2 separate regions of the Zea mays genome follow, and region 2 is linked to region 1. The links are chromatin contacts, called in public Hi-C maps. All regions are on one chromosome and are shown on one strand. The core of a region is the stretch at or near the end of the contact, and the rest is flanking DNA. Distances in the headings are between cores, read along the strand shown. Region 1 holds the start of LOC100502377. Region 2 overlaps LOC103625860 (mitogen-activated protein kinase kinase kinase 5).

Region 1 (7,240 bases), core at 1,813-4,312:
TTGGTAATATTTCTATAATCTGCTATTTAGTTTTCTATAATCTGCTATTTAGTTTTCTACAATATATGTTCAATCTGCAATATGTTGGCTATTTAGTTTTCTATAATCTGCTATTTAGTTTTCTATTTAGTTTTCTATAATCTGATGCTTGTAGTAGTTGGTATTATTTCTATTGATCTGTTTGTCCAAATGTAGGATCACAAGAATGATGCTGATTGTTTAAATAAGCCTCTTGAACACTTTGCTGAGATGCAAACAATATTTGGAAACACCATGGCCACAGGTAAGTTTGCAAAGGATTCTAATGCAGCTTTAGGCGAAGATGATGAAGTTGATAATGAAGAGGTGATGGCACATGCTTTCACTAAAAGGATGTCCAATTGTGATGATAATGCCACAACATCTTCTACAAGCAAGATCAGGAAGAAGGCAAAAAAACGTGATAGTGAAGAGGAGGGGTTGATTGCTGCATTCAAAAGTGTCGGGGATACCTTATCCAGTGCTATTGAGAAGGTTGCCACAGGGGACACTGATGTGCCAGATGATCTTTTTGACAGTTTGATAAACCTTCCAGGTGTGTGTGCTTTGTTCTTAACTTTAAATGTTGTAACCTGTTTTCTATTGATCTGTTTGTCCAATAAAAACTATTGTAACCTAAAACCTGAAAACTATTGTAACATATTTTTTGACAATTTGCTAAACTTTGCAGGTTTTGAGCAAACCCACATATCTCTTTATTTCAATTATCTGGTGGCGCACCCTCACATTGCTAGAGCCTTCAACAAGTTGCCATTCGACCACAAGTTAATCTGGGCTCGCAATTTCGTCAGTGAAAAGTTCCCAGGAGTGTGAGGGCAGTTAGTAGGTAGGCTTGGAGGGTTCTTTTGCTTGAACCACATAGAACAATGAATTGTGATTTATGTGTACCCAGGACTGTGAGGGCAGTTAGTAGATAGGCTTGGACAGTTCTTTTGCTTGAACCACATCAAACAATGAAATGTGGTCTAAGTACGTCATCTGATTTTGCTTGAACATGCAGATTTTGTGGAAGCCTTAAACTTGATATTATGTGTAATGCTAGGACATATTATTATGTATTGTGTGGAATTAATAATATGTGTGTTTTGTGGACTTAATATTAGTTGTAACATATCATGAGATGGGGGCAATGGCTGCAAATATTTTTTTGTGCTCTGTTCTCGAACCAAACAAAGGACAGGACCAATCCATCCCCAGTTATACCTCTAACCAAACAAAAAACAAGGATCATCTCATCCTTCTGACCAAACAATACGAGGAATCATTCCATCCCCCAACCCAGGGGCCATTCTATTCCATCCTCATTTGTCCCATAACCAAACACATCCTTAGTGAGCATGAAGAACATCGAATTTTGGAGAGAGAGAGAGAGAATTGCATTTAAACCCGATCACACAAAGATAAAGGATATTCTCTATCCTTCTCTTGCTAGCATAACAATGTTAAAAGCGTGTAAATCACGAAATCCTAATCCACCTCTGTTTTTTGGCTTCACCGGTTTCTCCATTTCCAACCAATGATTTTTTTTGTGTGTCTTTATCGTTGCGTCCAATAATTTCACAAAATCATTGGTGTTATATGTCATCACATAGTGATTTGATGAGGTGAAAGCAATGCATAGCATAGACAGGGATGGCTTTTGAGACCACTCTGTTTCCAGCCTCAAATATAAACTTAAATTTTTCGACGAAGCCTGGTAGGCTCAAATACTTTTCATTATAAATAGCATATGAGATTCCTATATTCTACATGCAACTTCCTTTTACTTCATCAGACACATTAATTAGCACTGAACGTAACTACTAACTAGTCCTTATTAATTAACAGCTTCTCTAAAGCCTCTCTCATAGTCATCCAATATCTTCCTTGTTTCCATAGAAACCGAATTTGTAGCATTCAATAAAAAAAATAAACACTAATATGTCAATTTAGGTGACTTGTGACAAAATCTTCACCACCTTTATGCTCGCCTTTCTTCTCCAGCTACCTCATAAGCCACAAAACCATTATCCGTGAATCTGTGATGAGCCGTCCAAAACAAAAAGCACTTTGGATATTTGACATGACTTCTGGAAGAGTCTTCTTCAAGCAATTCGCCAGCACCTCAAGTACGAGAACAATATTTTGTGTCATTCCATGCATCTATCCGCCATTTATATATAATAACTTTCTGAACTTCTTTAACTATTCTCTCGCCCACAATGTGCCAACGTTCCTTATTAAAAAAAAAAGAATAGCGACCATGCCATCAAAGGCTCTTTCAATTTATGCAGCTGTGAATTGACCTAACAATATCGCATCCATCTGTTGTGTTACCCTTGGCTAATTGTATTTGAATAAAAAAAAGGAACCAATGAGATTTCCATCTTGTGAGATGAACATAACATGCTTAGAATGTTCTTTTCCATCCATCCAGCCTCATTGATCTTTCTGAGATGTGAGAATGGTTTGTCCATTGTCCTATCTCTTTAGAGATAGTTTGAGAACCTCATTTTTTTCTAAGAGATTTTTCTAAAGGAAATTTAGTTTATTTTTTCATGAAAAAAAAGAAATCTCTTAGGAAAATAAGGTTAACAAACTAGCAAAAAGAGATGATCATCCATAATAAAAAAACCAAATGACCCAAAGTTCAAACGTGTCACTGTTTTTCCTCTCTTGCTGTATGCTCTCATTTTTTTCTTCTTCCCAGAACTTTGCATTGCAATGCCAACCAATACGACGGTGTCCACCTACCGCCCACCGCTCTCGTTCCAACCTAGTTGGACCACCCCGTAAAAAATCTGAGGGGAGCCGGCCTCCACGAACTCCTCCGCTGCAACGACATAAAAGAGCCGCGTCGTCCCTTCCCTCCCGGCTTCCTGGCCTGCACCTAGCATCTCTCCGCTTCCTCCCCATCCGCGCCGCCTCTGACGTTGACCTCGGCGGCCGCCACCGGCGAGGTCGCACCTCGCCGGTCACCACCACCCCCGCTGCTCGATCTTATATCCCTACTCCGAGGATCCCTGTAGCCTCCTCCGGCCGCGCACCCGCGGAACCCTAGATCTCCGATACCCCGCGCTCCTTCCCGCCGACGGCTACCCGATCGGAATGGGCCGCCATCTTCAGTAAGGTCCAAGGACCCAGGGGTACCCCCCTCCGCCTTCGCGCGTGCGCGGAGCGCCGCCGCGATGGCCATCCGCATCACCGTATCCTATTCGGGCTACCTGGCGCAGAACCTGGCCGCGTCCTTCGGCCTGCGCTGCACCGCCGCCGCGGCTGCGGGCGCTGGCGCCGCGCCCGGTCCAGGGTGCCGCTTCCTCCAGGACGCGCTATCCCGCCCTTTCTGCCTCTTCGCCTCCTCCCGCCACGTCGACCCCCACCATGACGCCGAGGATCAGAACCACCCGAAGCCCGGGCCCAAGGCTCTGTCCCCTGCCGTTGCAGCAAGAGGAGATGGCTACTCACTGTTGCTGCCGCGATCGTGTTCCGCGAAGGCGCCGCCGCCGGTGGATGACCCCCCAGCGTCGCTGGCCGTGGGGCTGCTGTCGGTGTTCGCGTCTGGGATGGGATCGACTGGCGGCATTGCTGGTGCATCCTCCCTTGTTGCGTCGCCGTCAATATCAACCGGGCTCAACCCTGCGTCGCTCCTCCCGTTCCTGCAGGCGAGCAAGTGGCTCCCCTGTAGCGACATAGTCGCTGCTGCAACGACGTCGCGCAGCTCAGGACGCCCAGCAGGTGCAACGGCTGCACCTACACCGCGTACAGCTGCACCATCGCCTCGTCCTGCACCACGCGCAGCCGCTCCATCGCCCCGTCCTGCACCATGCGCAGCCGTTCCATCGCCCCGTCATGTACCAGTGCCGTCACCTGCTGTTGCTGCTCCTTCCAAGGTCGGCATACAAGCATTGGTTGATAGTGCTAGCATCGCCTCAGGTTCAGCTGGGATTGGAAGAGGGGTCATTGCCTCTGGTGCAGCTGGAATGGTGAAGAAGAGTGGTGCTAGTCTTCCTGTTGGTGCAGGGGTGGGAAGGAAGACCGGTTGGCTCTCAAGGTGGGTGAGCTCATGCTCAGATGATGCGAAGACCGTCTTTGCCGCTGTGACCGTGCCACTGCTCTATAAATCATCCCTAGCTGAGCCGAGGTCCATCCCATCCAGGTCAATGTTCCCAACATTTGATGTTGGTGATCGGATCCTTGCTGAGAAGGTATGCTGTATTTCAGTTCCTTTTGTTATGTGAATACCAATGTGTATTTATTTTGTATCATTTGCTTATATTGGTGAACAGGCATCTAATGTGTAGCCCCTATCGTGACTGTAGATTTCGTACATTTTCCGGGAACCGGAAATTCTGGACATTGTGATCTTTCGGGCACCTCCAGTCCTTCAGGTGTGATACAATGTTTGTGCATTGTCTAATGTAGTTCATCAGAGCTTATTATAACAAGAACAATCTTTGTAGGCATTGGGCTACAGCGCAGGTGATGTGTTTATCAAGAGAGTTGTGGCTAAGGGTGGGGATATCGTTGAAGTAAGCTTTTATCCCAATGGTAGTAACCTCTATGTTTTCCTTCATTTTGGCATTACTTTTTATTTTTGGGGATTATATGAACCAACTGGTGTCCCTTGTATTTAATAGGTACGTGATGGTAACTTGATTGTTAATGGAGTAGTTCAGGAGGAAGAATTTGTGTTGGAACCAGCCGACTACGAAATGGATCCGCTGGTATAATAACTAATCTTCTTACCACATGCTACTAAAGAGCCACTATTTTGTAGTCCTGTAAGTAAGTCGCCTCCATCATAGTTATGTGGCATCAATTCTTGACTTTTGAATTGTTACAAATTGGTTGTGACCTCAAAAGTATTCCTGTGTTCTATGTTCATATATTAAGTTTACTACTTTCATCCACTGAATCTATATACACGTGCTGATTAATCGTTGTTGCTTGGCCAGACTGTGCCTGAAGGCTATGTCTTTGTACTGGGGGATAACAGAAACAACAGCTTTGATTCACATAACTGGTATGCTAAACCACCAATAGAGGCTTTATGTTTCAGTTTTAACCCCAGTTTCTACAGCAATAGCTCATGTGTTCTGTTGTTTCTGCAGGGGTCCACTTCCAGTTAAGAACATCCTCGGGAGATCTGTGCTCCGATACTGGCCACCATCTAGGATAACAGATACAATATATCAGCATGACATGGTGCAGCACACAGCTGTTGCATCCTGATAATACATTGTGGCAATACCACGTGGTGCACGCCAATTTCTCCTTTCCCTGCATAGCTTTATTGACAATTGATATGCTTAGCCGTGGGGTTCTTTATTTATTTGTTGTAGCCTTGCCTCAAATGTCGATTGGGCAGCTTGGCTGACAGATTAGTTTTTTTTTCCCTCCCTACGGGCAGATGCTTGTTTAAAGACAGCAATTCTTGTACTCCGTAGCTAAGAATGAATGCCATATAAATGTTGCAGTAGATAAGCATCAAGGAGTGTAGGATGAGGATGGCAGTTCTTTTGTTTTATGAGATGAGATGGTGCTCTAAACTTACGTAAAGGAAATACGAAGCATAGAAGAGTGCCCAAGTTGTGTTATGTATTTTTTTCATTCCTTGATCTTGGATCAAAGATTCAAGGCAAAGTCAGCCTGGTGCAAAGGTTTTGGTTGAATCCTTGTATCCTGCCAGATAAGGTTTTTTGATGGTGCAATTTTGGATTAGCATTTGCCCTAGTATTTAGTGTTTTTTAGTTCTGTATTCATTTATGATGTAATACAACTTTGTGAGCATAGTTCTGTTTGGCCTGCTTTGTTCAATCGCAGTGCGGGTTCAATACTACGTTGCCTGATGTTATTGTCTGTTATTTTCTTTGTAACTGTATATTTTTCATCTGGTACTCTGTTTACCAGATATTTCATATGACTGATTTAATGAACAGAGATGACGAGGGAATCTATGGGAAGGAATCCCTTTGTTATTCAAATTGAATAGCAATGGATTCTTTCCCCATAAATCCTCTTGTGATCCCTGTTCACCAAACTAGCCCTTAGGGGTTTAGACTGTCCACAGCGGCGACCTAATTTTTCCCCTTATATCACTTTTTTGCGTCACATCATCAACATTTTACTTCCTAACTTTTCATCTCCCGCAGCGGTTCCCTCTATTATCCTCCTATACCATACTACAACTATAAAATATTATTATCTAACCATATTTATCTTTTATTACTATTTTTCAACTATTAAATAGGTAAGCACTGTGTAAGGGACCCTACAGTGCTCCCCTTGATCTGGGGGAGCGGCGTGGCCTCCCGTAACGTGTAGGGGAGCATTTTGGAGGCCACCATTGCGGGCATAGAGGCCCCCTACACGTATATAGTGCTAGGGAAGGAGGCACGACGCGGCAATGCGCTGTGGACGGTCTTAGTCCATAGAAACCAAACACCCCTGGAAACTGCAAGAATTATGCCTTCGTTCAATAGATGACATTTATGACAAACTTATTAGTTTGTACCCCTACGTCTCAAAATATAAGTTATTCCAATTTTTTTGGAAAGTCGAAGTGTTTTCAAGTTTGACTAAATTTATTTATACAAGTCATAGCATGTACGATATCAATTATATATCATTAGATTCTCCATTAAATATATTTTTAAACTATATCTCATAAATCTTTATAATTCTCGCAATATTTTTGATTAAACTTTAAAAATGATACTTTTGATTAAACTTTAAAATTTTTGGTTCTCCAAAAATCTTGGAATGACTTATATTTTAGGATGGAGTGAGTATTTTTTTTTTCTCCACCTCAAAAATATATAAACAACTTTGTGAGATTTCAAATTTGTCTTAAATAAAACTAAAAACTTGGGATGCGTTTTAATGCTGGATAACCGCCTAATGGAATCGATTCTCTAGAAATCAAAATGGAAAGGAAAAGGAAAAGGAATGGAGATATAACTGCCAAAATTGCTAAAAAAACAAGATGAGGATAGTTGACATTCTCTAGAAAGAAAAGAAAATGAGGACGATTATTTTAGAATGGACGGAGTATTTTACTGTTCTGAAACGGGCAGTCGTTGAGCTGATGGCCAGGAGTACCATAAAAAATGCAGATAATGCAGTAAAGATTAAAATAATACGGGTTGAAAAATCAACAATACATGCACGGCTATAAAATTTAACAAGAAGGCATATGTACTCAGAAGATGCAAGGTGCTAA
Region 2 (6,967 bases), core at 3,696-6,195, 390 kb after region 1:
ATTTCATGGTCAAATTCATCTTACTCTAGAAGTTACAAAAAAGATAATTTCTGACAAACAGTAAAAGTTCAAATGAAATTTTGTATATAGATGAGGTAAGCTTAGATGTACATTCATGTTTTTTCAGATTTTTTTGAAATTTTTTTTAGTAGGTTTGCACGAGGTTTGAACCAAAACATGGTTTGCATTTGATATGTTCCCATACAACAACTCTACCATGTATATATACATTTGTACATAGCCGCTTCTATATTAAACACTGGGAGGTAGTATGAAACTATGAATTTTTTGTAGCTCAACCCAATAATTCTACCTAATTCATACAATTGCATGTCTATGCCTCTTTTAAAATCTGTAACTGAATGCTGCAGATCAATATAACATTCATTTTTTTCCTGTTGAGATATATTGCTGGTAATCCTCATCGTTTTCTTTGTAGTTGATCTTTATTGCACATTTTCTTCCATTTTCAGTTGAGTGCTGCTGCTCCTAATCTTTCATTGAAGGGAACACCATACTGGATGGCTCCTGAGGTGCGAACTGGCTATTCTTCATGTTAATTTCATCTGTTCCGACTGTAATGAGTCTGATTATTCCAATGTGATGTAAATACATAATCACTTTTGTATGCATTATTCAGAATACAAAGCGTTGCCCAAAAAAGGATATCTTAATCCAGCAGTGGACAAAGACCTTCTTTTTTTAGGGATTCCAATGCCTTCTTGTTGTTGCCTCCAAAAAGAACGTGTTAATCATGTAGTGAACGGGGACCTCCTTTTACAGAATCCAATGTCTTTTCCATCAACACAGGAGAGCTGCACTCATTTCATTAAAAACAAATAGTAACAACTAACAAAATGTACAAAAACAGTAACACGCACATGCTACACACTTGAAACCAGTCTACCATCTAGAGCATTGGATATTTGGATACAAAGATAAAGGAGACAACCATAAGGCATGTACACACCCCAGAGAAGGCCCCAGAGGCCATGAGCCCCAGCTGTGTATCATAGGGCTCCATCCTTTCTACTCTCTGCTGTCAATTGGAATGAAGAAAATCCAAGGCATACTGTGCCTTCTTTTCTATACTGTGCTTTAAGTTCAATGCATTGTGGTTCCAGATGACAAGGAAACAAAATTATTCAAAACTTACACTTAGCATTCTAGAATTCAGTTCATGCATATATCAGTGAAAGACTGAAATACAGTTTTCGGCCATGCTCCTGCTCCTTCTTGAATCATGCAGGAGAGCTGTGTCATTGTATTAAGGTAGAGAAAAAAGAGCAAAACAGGCCAAGAACAGAGGCTGGATCCAAGTATAAAAACCCACTCGCTGCCTCAAAACTCCAACCAGATAGCCTTCACCCTTCTGCTAGTTAAGTTTCAGATGTTAGCGATATTAGTACTATCGTGAATTGTAAGCAATTAGTTGTAGCTGTCATCCGAATGCTCTTGCAGCTCCAAGTTTATGGCTTCATTATGTCATTTTCTACTGGAGTTTCATGAGTTTAATTTTCCTTTGTAGAAAATGGACCAGGAAATTGGCCCACTTTTAGACCAAAGTTGCTTGTATGACAGAACCTATTTCTGTAGAAACAGTCAGACAAAAGTTTTGTGCTGCGGCAAGTGCTGCCAGCTGTTGACCTGACTGAAGAGCCCCCCTCTTTTATTTGTATGGCGAAGTTTGATTAAGGCCGTTTCCAGCACCTTTCCTATCTATCCCCTATCCCACCTCTTATTTCAAACTTTATTCTATAAACAGTGTTGTCTACAGTATAAAATATTATTTTGCACGGCCATATACACGATTTAATGAAGACAACCTAATAAAGTTATTCAAGTGGGCTTTGATTGCTTAGCTAATAACCATGGAAAAATTTATGTCTCTGGAGGAGTTTCTCATCCTTTGACTCCATTCCCTCTTGATTACATGGGGGCCACAGCCCGCAGCAGCTCTGACATTGACACAACAGCCAGCAGCAACGCGCAAACGCACTGCTTCCGGCTCTACAATTGTCACGATCATTTTTTTGGACTCTTTAGACATCTGCATAAACTGAGGTGATTACACAGATGTTCTTCATGCTTAACGGAACGGTTGTATTTAGTGAAACTTGTATCTTAGTGCTATTAATTTTCTTGAGTTAGAGAATCAATTTACTCTCAAAATCACCATTCAATGTCGCCAAAGTAGGATATACTTGTGATGATATGTGGAGCTTGATATCTGTTTTCCTAGAGTTATACTACATCCCAAAATAGTAGTCGTTTTAGCTCTTGATTTTTATGTCTATATTCAAATGGATGAAGATGAACCTAGACACATAAAACACATACATCAGGTAGTGTATGAACCCATTAATTAACTAAAACGAATTTTAATTTGGGACGGAGGGAGTACTAGATACTGTGATGCGTTGTAATATTACAGGTCTTAGCATGGCGCAGTCACAACAGTTTTATGTTGCAGGTTGTTCGGGCTACACTTGATAAACGTGCAGGTTATGATCTTGCTGTTGATATTTGGAGCCTTGGTTGCACAATCATTGAGATGTTTACAGGAAAGCCACCTTGGAGTGGTCTTGAAGGGGTAAGTTGTTTGTGGAGGCTTCCCTGTGATTTGGGTTAGATGTAAGTAATCAGAGTTGCACATCTTTCTTTACCTGCTTCATCTGATAAATGATGATAACATGTCTTACATAGCACCTTGGCCTAATCAAGTTTTGATTAAGAAACAAATATTGATCTTGATTTGTGCATACGTGATCACCTGTCTAACAGTCATATGAGATAATTAATGTTTCCATTGTGGAGTGCGGTCTGTGATAAGTGGAGTGAAAAAATGTTGTCTCTGGATCCTTTTTTAAGGCAAGGCCGCAAGGCGATGTGTGTTGGGATTTGTGCATACACAGTGTCTTACTTTTTTGATTTTTTTTTCTTTGGACTCTAACCATGAACTATATTTTGTGGTGCTACAGCCTGCTGCAATGTTTAAGGTTTTGCACACGGACCCACCAATTCCAGATAATATGTCCCCTGAAGGGAAGGATTTTCTGAGATGCTGCTTAAAGAGAAACCCTACTGAGCGACCAACAGCAACCAAGTTGCTCGAACACCCATTTATACGAACTTCGAATCACTACAGCCCGCGTAATTCAATTTTGGGAATTAAATCTCCAGTAAGCATGTGATCTCCAGTAACCCTAAACCCGTTCTCCGTCTCACATGGCATGCAATATCTAAAGTTTCAACTTAAGGGTTTATGCATGTGTATGGCTTGTTGGTGTCAGGATACTGTGCGCAGCGCTGCAAGAGATAAAGTACCCTGGAAAAATGATTCATGTAAGAGAGGGAAACATGCAAATGGGTGAGTACATGTATTGCCTTGCTCTGTTTATTTTTTTGGTTGATCTGTATATCTGGTGATGAAAGGTTCACGTTATTTGAGTTTTTTAACCCCTGCTATTCTTCATTCTGATAGTGAAACAAGCAGTGCTCGGTCGTCAGGGTCATTGACTTATCGATTGATGACACCTCTACCCAACTTGGGAACCAATAGCTTGTCACCTCCACCTTTGAGTTCGGCTTCCAATTCTGGCTCTGCAGCACATACACCGAAAATTATGCATTTTTCAGTCGCATACCATCGGCCTAGTCCTTTGCCAAAGCCTAACGGGAAGGAAGCAATAAATTTGATTTCACATTGAATAACAACATGGCAGCTATCACAACATCTGGGCCAAAAGCCACATAACCCTTGCGCTGTTACTCATAGCTGACAATTTTTGGGTCTCGTAAAAAATATTTTCCATGTAAAAAGATTACCACTATATGATCATAGGGAAATGCTGCTAAATGGAGGAGCCCTGTGAGGTCTGTTGTACTGTTTGATTTCTGAGGAAATGATTGTATTTTCCATGTAACATGTTTATTAGGGTGTAGCTGTAGGTAAAACTAATGGTCCTGATTCTGCCGACAGATAGGACATTAGGGTTATAGTTGTAGCGTGTTGTTGTTGTTGTTGTTGATGTTGTGTAATGAGCATACTTATGTAATCGTTATTGATTTTTTTGGGGCCGTGTAATAATACACGTCAATTGTCAAACGGGGATTGAGATTAAAGATCTATGTTACTTTCATGAGTTCGTCATCACGACATGTCTCGTTTGGTCATAGGTTGATGTATGTATCTTCAATGGCTCAGATACTCGAAACACTCAAGAGGCATGGACAATTTATCTTTCTTATCCCTACGTCCATCAATATATGATGGCCTTCGTGTTAGAAATGTTCAGTCACAAGTTTCTTACAACAACGGGAATGGAAAAAGACTTTGACATCAATTGCGCGGTGATATCCTAGGGATTGGTTGGACTCACGCTCGACACTGTGAGCCAATATGCTATCTAGCTTAGGTTGATCGGTGTGTGGTTTCTCAATCAAATCAAGTCCACTACAAAGCCCACTCCATTGTTTAGTTTCCTCCTTGCACTTGGCAGAGCTCATCTAGAATGCCCACTCTGAAATCGTCAGGCAAAGATAGGGGTGGTAATGAATCACGATCCAAATGCCACTTCATAAAAAATTAGAGCTCTTAAATAATTTTAGTTCAAAAATGAATAGAAACATGGCTCGATCTTAATTCGATTCGATCTATAAATTTTGTAGTGTAAAATTTAGAACTCATTACCACCCCTAGGCGGAGAACCTTCCTTGAAACTAATTGCTGACGTAGTCGTCGAGCCCTAAGTAGCAGGGATGGCAATATGTATAAAGCCGATTCAAGGTTTGCATTCTCGTACCCATGAGGTAAATATTAAATCCACACCCATCACACACGATGGAAACAATATGTTACCCACACCCGCTATCCGCAGCCGCAGGTGTGACGGTATGTTACCCAAAATGAAATGGCTGCCTTGCAAGTTGCTAGTCTGGTCCAGGCTTGTTGGGCCGAAGCGGAATGAAAGAACATACTTACTTGGGCCAAGTTTGCGGTTATGACGGTTATCAGTTAGTTGCTTTCCAGAGTTTTTTCCCCGTGCGAGAGATTCGAGAGAAAGAGAGCGCGTTCTCGTCTGTCTTGAAAAAGAAGCAAAACTTTAGCTGCCAAGAACGGAGAAAAAGAGCAAGGACGGACTGTGCTTTACGATCAGCGGTAGCTGGTACGGTGGTACTACCCTTGAACTAACCCAAACCATTTCCTGCCACCGGTCGCGCTTATAGCTAGCTAGACTAGACAAGCGAAGCCAAGCCGGGTAGGCAGGCGCTTTCTCCATTAAAAACTGGATCAAGCCAACCGCGCCAACCACCACGAGATTCCCGTTGAGATTTGCCACCGGGGCCTCGTGGGGGCACCGAGCGCCAGGCCACCCGGTGCCGCGACCACCACCTGTGATGAGAACCAGCGTGACGCCATGTCATTTCTCTCCGCGCGCAACCAGCCGGCGGAAACGCACGGCTGTTGCTGTTGCGGCCGCCACGCCACTAACGAGCATAGTGCCATAGTGGGTACTGTCGTACTGAGAAGTGACCACCAGCCAGAGCTAGCTCCCAACGACCAAACACGGCTGCAGGCAGGCAGGCGATTAGGCCGCCGGCCGCCCTCTCGCACCGCTGTACTAATAACTCGATTAGGTCCGTGTACTTGCGTGCGTACGTCCTCGTCGAGACGGCGAGAGGCGCAAGGAACACGTGGGGGGCGACGGAGTGGAACGGCCGGCCGGGCACGCAGACGCACACGCACCCCCGGCCACTGGGGCAGGGAGACGGGGCCGGCCGACGCCGGGACGTGTCACTTGCCGAGTTGCCCCGCTCAGCCGCGAATTGCGCGGACGCTGAGTGACGCCGGCGCCGGCGAGCCGTGCACCGAAGACCGAACCGAGGACCCGGCCGGGGTGAAACCGGACTGGCCGCCAAAATAGAAGATTTGCAGGGGGCGGACGGACCAAGGGCGGACTCTGCTCTTCGCAGCCAATCAAACCAGGGTGGAGCGGCGACGCAGCTCGGCCGCCGGCCGAACAGATAAACCGTCACTTTGCTTTGTCCAACGCATGTGGCGACCTGCTAATCCAAATCCGACTTTTTTATGCGAGCAGACAAGCAACGTGTTAGGCGTGGTATACGACGTGACTGACAGCAGAGGGAACGACGCGCATGTGCCATGTGTGTTAGTAGTATTATTTACCGACGGCATAGAGGGCTGTTATTCTTATCTATTAGTGCTGTGGTGGTGCTGGTGGTAGTCTTTTAATTGACCACGTGAGGTTTCGCAAGGATTACAGTCACGTTGCCATCATGCATTAGCACGTCTTATAAGTTTTATATATATGCTCATCGAAAAAGGCATCGCTCGGAGATCTTTTTTAAAGAAAAGAAAAAAACAGTATATTGTTGGGAGACACTACATGAATCCTAATGATTCCCGTCGGCCAGTATAATTCCTGTCGGCCAGGGAAAAAGCCGACGGGGATAACGTAACTCCCGTCGGCTACACTGAAGCCGACGAGAATAACATAACGCCCGTCGGCCAGAGAGTAGGCCGACGGGAGTTAACTTAACTCCCGTCAGCCAGAAAATAGGCCGACGGGGATAACTTAACTCCCGTCGGCCAGAGCGCAGGCCGACGGGGATTAGGCTTTTATGAGCGCGGGATTCGCCCGCGCGGGCTCATTTCTCCGCTCTCTGTCTTAGCGCCGCCGCTGCCCTTCTCTCCTCGCCGCCGCCTCCAACCGCCGCCGTGCCGCCGCCCATCCCCGCCGGAGCGCCGCCCTCGCCCCACCGCCGCGCACCCGTCCTCGCCGCCCGTCCTCGGCGCGCCGTTCTCGGAGCGCCGCCCGTCCTCGCCGCCCGTCGCCGCCCCTCGCCCGACGCCGCGCACCCGGGCGCCCCGGTGTCGCCCGTCCGCCACCCATCCTCTCGCGGCGCCGAGCGCCCAGCCGCCCCACCGCCGCGCGCCCGTCAG

What was found. A called contact is a pair of places that touch in the nucleus more often than the background predicts.
Region 2: a Hi-C map of leaf shows a contact between it and region 1, with 4 times the contacts expected there. The contact joins the enhancer-like site here to the promoter of LOC100502377 in region 1. A contact is called at or near these places in 2 of 25 Hi-C or Micro-C datasets (leaf and tassel).

What each region holds. Positions count from the first base shown.
Region 1 is chr5:6,365,154-6,372,393 of Zm-B73-REFERENCE-NAM-5.0, forward strand. It overlaps LOC100502377, which reads left to right and starts at 3,063. Exons shown (of 6, transcript NM_001366998.1): 1 at 3,063-4,223; 2 at 4,338-4,406; 3 at 4,479-4,547; 4 at 4,656-4,742; 5 at 4,974-5,041; 6 at 5,130-5,841. The coding sequence starts at 3,207. The coding sequence ends at 5,250. It overlaps LOC100276491, which reads right to left. Exons shown (of 2, transcript NM_001150265.2): 2 at 7,216-7,240.
Region 2 is chr5:6,753,081-6,760,047 of Zm-B73-REFERENCE-NAM-5.0, forward strand. LOC103625860 (mitogen-activated protein kinase kinase kinase 5) reads left to right here. Exons shown (of 11, transcript XM_008646257.3): 7 at 474-533; 8 at 2,474-2,593; 9 at 2,982-3,182; 10 at 3,294-3,370; 11 at 3,485-4,145. The coding sequence ends at 3,710. Among protein-coding and RNA genes, the nearest start is that of LOC103625861, 12 kb to the right of the region's middle. Within about 2 kb of position 4,946, at least 20 of the 20 cell types and tissues checked have an H3K27ac peak or open chromatin away from gene starts, as enhancers often do. A contact at or near this core is called in leaf and tassel, where this site is marked.